Linked DNA regions of Mus musculus: region 2 is linked to region 1. Evidence: chromatin contacts called from public promoter capture Hi-C data. All regions are on one chromosome and are shown on one strand. The core of a region is the stretch at or near the end of the contact, and the rest is flanking DNA. Distances in the headings are between cores, read along the strand shown.

The links. Promoter capture Hi-C pulls out the DNA fragments that hold promoters and counts their contacts.
Region 2: a contact with region 1 is called in a promoter capture Hi-C map of macrophages, with 7 read pairs. The contact joins the enhancer-like site here to the promoter of Creb5 in region 1. A contact is called at or near these places in 3 of 39 promoter capture datasets (cranial neural crest, hematopoietic stem and progenitor cells and macrophages), 1 of 15 datasets of contacts at CTCF or cohesin (pro-B cells), 13 of 484 Hi-C or Micro-C datasets (the BV-2 cell line, ECoMG-derived neutrophils, bone marrow-derived macrophages and 9 more), 7 of 115 datasets of contacts at active chromatin or transcription factors (bone marrow-derived dendritic cells, bone marrow-derived macrophages, craniofacial prominence and 3 more) and 4 of 9 other capture datasets (adipose tissue, bone marrow-derived macrophages, macrophages and 1 more).

The regions. Positions count from the first base shown.
Region 1 is chr6:53,285,809-53,288,644 of GRCm38.p6, reverse strand. Creb5 (cAMP responsive element binding protein 5) reads right to left here and starts at 1,342. Exons shown (of 11, transcript NM_001327821.1): 1 at 1,272-1,342.
Region 2 is chr6:53,447,391-53,450,226 of GRCm38.p6, reverse strand. Creb5 (cAMP responsive element binding protein 5) reads right to left here. Exons shown (of 11, transcript NM_001327821.1): 5 at 2,509-2,681. Among named protein-coding and RNA genes, the nearest start is that of Gm38815, 23 kb to the left of the region's middle. Within about 2 kb of position 1,471, at least 77 of the 459 cell types and tissues checked have an H3K27ac peak or open chromatin away from gene starts, as enhancers often do. A contact at or near this core is called in the BV-2 cell line, ECoMG-derived neutrophils, bone marrow-derived dendritic cells and 6 more, where this site is marked.

The sequences.
Region 1 (2,836 bases), core at 93-2,592:
AAAACCAAGCAAGCGTTGCTGATACTGACAACGATGTACAAGTAGCCCACTCTAGTTCCCAGCGTTGAACCAGCATCAAGTGGGGGCGGCACTCGTCCAGGGAAAGCTGGAGCTTTTTCTACTAGACACTCCCTGGAAATAAATCTATGACTAGAAAATAAATGAAAAATTAAAGCGGGCTATAGTCCCTCTAAAGTGGCTTAGTGGGGGCGGTGTCTGCTTGTCTCAACCCTTTAAGAACTTTGTGAAAAGTTTAAGCGGTTCGATAAAGAATCTGGCTCAAAGGCAGACTCTGTCGCCCGGTCCTGAGAACCGCCTGGGTGCAGTGCGGCTCGGGCCCCAGCTGTCATTTGGGGCAGCAGCCCGGAAGAAGTAAGAGTGCCAGCGCAAAGGGGACGGAGGCGGGAGGCGGCTGCAGGAGTGAAGGCGAGGGCTGCGGAGCACTCTCGAGCTGGAGCGCCTGGAGCGAAAGTCAAGTCCCCCTCCAAGGCAACCGACCCTCCCGCTGCAGCCGGCGGCCGGTCGCGAGAACTGGCAGCGGCCGCTGGGCACCCGGGAGAGGGAGAACCCCCTGCGAACTCGCTCGGCTGCCCCTAGGTGACCAGGCGACTTTGCCGCAACGGTTGGAAGTTTGCTAACTTTCTCCCGGGGTTCCGCTGCATCACTGAGAAACGGGATGCGAGGAGGCTCCAGGTTCCTGGTCTGTTGCTGCTGCTGCTACCACTGCCGCCTCCGCCGCCGCCACCACCACCGCCGCTTGACCACACTTCAGAAGGGTTCCACACCATGCCGGGGCTCTGGAGGCAAACATACACCCCCGATTCATAACTGTTCCCCGTGTCAGGGAAACTCACGCGCGCTCCCATACACGCACGCACACTGGGTCGGACACGGCGCTGGCTCCACTCAGCATCCCTCCAGTCGCACGGCGCAGCAATCACCAAGAAGCGCTCCGGGACGGACACGGCGTGGGGTCTCTGGGTGACTACAGGACACAGCACAACTCCACAGTCCACCAGCAATTGGGGCCGGACTTCCTTCTGATCCGCCAAAGTGTTTACAAACACAAATCAAGGGGGAAAAAATGCATCGCATCCTTTCTACTCCTTGCCCTGTGACCTGCCCATTGGACTAAGTAACCTCGCGGCTGCAGCGATGAACCAACCCCTGCAAACAAGGACGCTCCGGAGTCGGCTCGCGCGGCAAGTGCAGCGAAAGTGGCTAAATGCAAAAGGCCCAGAAGTGGCCGCGCCGTATTTTTAGGAACTTACCAAACAAGTGTGGAGAAGGCAAGAGCCGAGCCCGGGTGAAGGGACCACGTTGGACTGAGCAAAGATTACAATACATTCTATTTAGAGTGCATTACATCACCCCCCCGGTGACGTCACGTGGGATTCCTGAACTTCTAAATCATTGCGGTCCGTTGGGGAAAAGGAGGGAGAGAGGGGCGGGGCCCGCACGCCGAGGGGGCGGGCCCGGTCTCCGCCCCGCCCAAATCCCGCCCCTCGAGCGGACCCGGGTGCTTGCGGCGGCGTCCGCGATCGCGCAAGCAACAGCTTGCACAGCCCAGCGCCGAGTAACACGGCCCCCCGACATTAGTGGTGTGAGTCAGCTTGGAAACAATCCTGAAGGTTTCAAACAGAGCCACGCAGGAGACACCGGCACGAGCTCTTCTGCAAGAAGTGTCTGTAGGGTCAGAAAGAAGTAAGGTTTGGGGTGTGTGCATGAGGTGGTAAGGATGCTGAAGGAGGTAGAAAGAGACATTTACACTTACAAATGCAGGCCACTTCCTACTTCCCTACCCCAGCCACCGAAGATACCCAGATCCTTTGCCTGTGACAGCCATGACCTCATTGCAGCGTTCTCTGCATGCTGGCTTCTTAGTATCTCCATTTCGCCGCCCCTCTCCTCATCACGCTCAAGGGCATATAACTTCTTGTGCACACTCAGTAGGACTACACACAGCCTTCCCTGGTCTCGCACCTTGCATGTGCTGACCTGTGAGAGAATCTCTCTAAAGGCGAAAGGCGAATCTCAGCCAAGAGCCAAATGATGAGCCGGATTTAGACTCCGCGTCAGCGCCGGAAGGGCCCTGGCCATTGCTTCCAGAGCCTCTGCTACTGGCCCAAGCTCGCCGGCTGGGAAGCAGTCGAGCCAGGGCTAGAATACAGGATCTAGGGCCAGGTCTGCAAAGGGAAAAGAGGACTGACCTTTTTCAGCATGGGCCAGAAGCCACCGCTCTCACCTTCCTCATCCCTGGCAAGGGCTAGATTTCCTTTTGGAAGCTCTCTCTCCCTTTGGGGAGCATTGAAAGCCTGTTCGAAATGACCACTGTCATCCAACAACAGCTCACACTTTGCCAAACACTTGAAGCCACACCATTTTCTTCTTCCTCATATGACTTTGACAGAATAAGGAAAAGCGGGGAGTGTGTTGTAATTATCTCTATTTCACAGCTGAGCTGAGGCAGACAGACTCAGAAGGCTAGGAGCTCTCCTGATCATCAGGGACCACTCTAGCGCATGTCTAACCCCAGATCTCACCTGGGTTCCTTGGTAGAATCAGGCATATTAATTCTTTTCTGATGGCTGACTGGTTAGAACTTCAACTAAGAGCTTGCTGGCTGGGAGTTGGATCTTTGCTTAGGAACAGTTTAGCCCCCATTAACAAACAATAATGGCTCCTGACATTTATGTAACATCTGACATTTATATAGTGCCTCTCATCCCAATGCATCACAGCCTGACTGTGTAGTCTGCCAGAGGATCATGACTAGACTGGCTAGGAATCGTAATGCTTTGCCCAAATTGTCACATTTCTGAGCTGGTTTTGACAT
Region 2 (2,836 bases), core at 222-2,721, 160 kb before region 1:
CAGAGACAGAGAGAGACAGAGACAGAGAGACAGTGAGAGAGAGAGAGAGAGAGAGAGAGAGAGAGAGAGAGAGAGAGAGAGAGACTTGGCTACAGAATCTAAGCCCCAGTGAAAGGGAAGAAAAGACAGGGATAGGAGTCAGGCAGTCCCGTCTCCTGCAAAGTTCCAGTTGTGAATACACCCGCTGGCCACAGCACAAGAGTGTTATGCGTGGGCACAGGTGGGTCCCAGTCTCTCTGGCTGGATGCAGCTTCAGCACCTAGCCTGAATGAAGACTTTCATTGCTGTGTGCTGTTTTTGTTGGCCAATCGCCATGACAAACATTTGCAGGTGGCTTGGCCAGATTTTGACACTTAAATATTTGAGGTTGTGATAAAAATCAGAATATTACTACAATATGGTTCTCTATGCTCATGCATGTGCCCATACGCACACACACACACACACACACACACACACACACACTAGAAATTTTTAAAAAGCTATCTGCAATTTCAAATGCTCATTTGCCGACATCTCCCAGGGGAACTCGTATTTTAAAATGAGCACTCATTTCCTCTTTGCTGAGGGAAATAAAAGAGCCAACCATCCCCAAGTGTTACCACCTAGGGTTCCATACTCAATCCACTGGTGAGAAGGGCAGGGCTGGGTCCTGCTGAGCCCCTCGATCATCTGGGCAGAGCTTTGGATGGGTCACGTGGAGGAGAAGAAGCCCAGGAGTGACAGGATGTGGGGGTTTTGAATCAACAGAGTAAGCACAACAGGGAAGGATCTGGAGAAAAGAAATAGCCTCCCTCAAGCTGGGCAACGAGACAGAGACAGAGCCCTAGAAGTAACAATTATCTCCTAGAACACATACACACAACGCCCCCAAGAAGCAGAAAGAACGGCAGAGTGACACAGCCTACAAATGTCACCCAAAATGTACAGTCTGGGGCCAGCTGGGTAAATTATTGACAGAGTCAACACCCATCTTAAAATTTAGTGCTAGCCTTAAAAGGATTGCTTCATAAAACCCAGTGCTGCGTTAACAATGGGGAACACTAAGGGCCTCAGAGAGGGTTGTGGGCAGGGGTACAAGGGGCAGGCGAGGGCTGCAGGGGGGGAAGAATGCTGTAAAACTGCTAGTAAACTCTAGCACATTTTATGCTTTTCCCCCCTTGAAAGAAAAATAAAATAATTATAATTAGCTGGTCCAGCTGTGAATTGTCTGCCCGCAGCCAGGGCCCAAGAGAAAAAGGAGTCCCCCGGGATGCAGACACCATCTTTAATGAAGCCACATTACCTTCCAAGGACATTGTGGTTTAGAGATAGTGGCAATACTTGCTTTTCAAGTTGCTTGAGAAGAAACCATTAGCAAAGATACTTGGCTAGGACGATACCCGCATTTTAAAGCAAAAGCAAGGACCCGGACATCCACACTCACTGCCTGTGCTTTGTCCCTCTGAGTCACCTAACCGAGAAGTCTGAGACACAGTTCCCTATTCTAGGGCACTCAAGGAGTGAGCCAAGGCTTTGTCCTGTGCCCACTCTTGTTCTCAGGGAAAAGGCACTAGGAAAAATTGTAAGGAAGCCTCAAAATTGTGTTTTAAGTCACCACAGCTAGTAGCCCCCTGAGAATTCAGACTGCATTTGGAGGTGAGTACAGCACACAGCAAGTTCCCCTTCTGGTTTCAGGGGCAGCCAATTGCCAGTGCCCATCAATGTACGCACAAGAAGTCAGTGCCTCTCTTCAGAGGCATGTAAAGAACAAACTCCATCCTCATTCTGGAGATAAGGAAGTGGGGAGGTTAAGAATTCGGCGTTTCTAAGAAATTGATGAGTAATGCCCGCATTGCTGATGGTCAGACCACACTCTGCAGCAAGGGGCCAAACCAGTCATATGATGTAAAGAAGCGAGAACAATTTCCAAGACATGATATGTATAGATGTCAAGATACTTCTACCAGTTTCCCTCAAGGTCTTAATATTGCCTTGTTTCATAAATGAGAGGGAAGGGCCCTGCTTACAAGTATAGGCCAATGGAAAGGCCAGGAAGGGCTGACGAGAAAGAAATAACAAGAAAGAGAGGTGGGAAGAAAGACCAGAAAGAATGGCAAGTTGTGGAATACACAGGTGTCCCAGCCAAGCAGCTGCAAACCCCCTAGGAAGGAGTTTGTGGTTGGGGTCACACTGCCAGGAGGTGCCTGGGCTAGCAGAACTCCTCTCTGTTGCCACCGACCATTGCTCCTGAGCAGTCTTCTGCGGTCTGCATGACACCACTAATTTTGTCTGCCATTCACAAATCTTATTTGAAGAAATAAGGTCACATAATGAATAGCTTTCCCCCTCGACATCTAGGATCAAAATAGCCCCAAGCAAACGGAGACGCCTTTTCTCATCCAAAGCATCACTCTTTTGGCAGCATCATATCAGACGGGAAAAACAACAAATCCAAGCACTAGAACCAGGGAGAATATACAAAAGGTTGCCTGAGCTCTTCCAGAGACAGAGAGGAAGTCTTCTTACCCAATCTGGCGGTTGGTGGAAGGAGCCTGAGTGATGACCGAGCTGGACTGGGGAGAAGGCATGGCTTGCTGAATCACAACGCTGCTGTCATGGTTGGGCATCCGAGTGCTGCCTAGCTGGTGAGCTCCGGGTCCCGTCATGGTCCCACCAACTGTATTATGCATGGAGATATTCTGCCCAGAGAAGACAGAGGAGAAAGGTCAGAAGGAGCCAATGTTTCATCTACTCCCCACACCTCCAAGGCCAAAGCTGGAAATCTGACCGTGTTGCCTAAACAGAGTTAGAGCTTCTAGCAAGGCAAGGATTCATTTTTCTTGCTATACCTGAA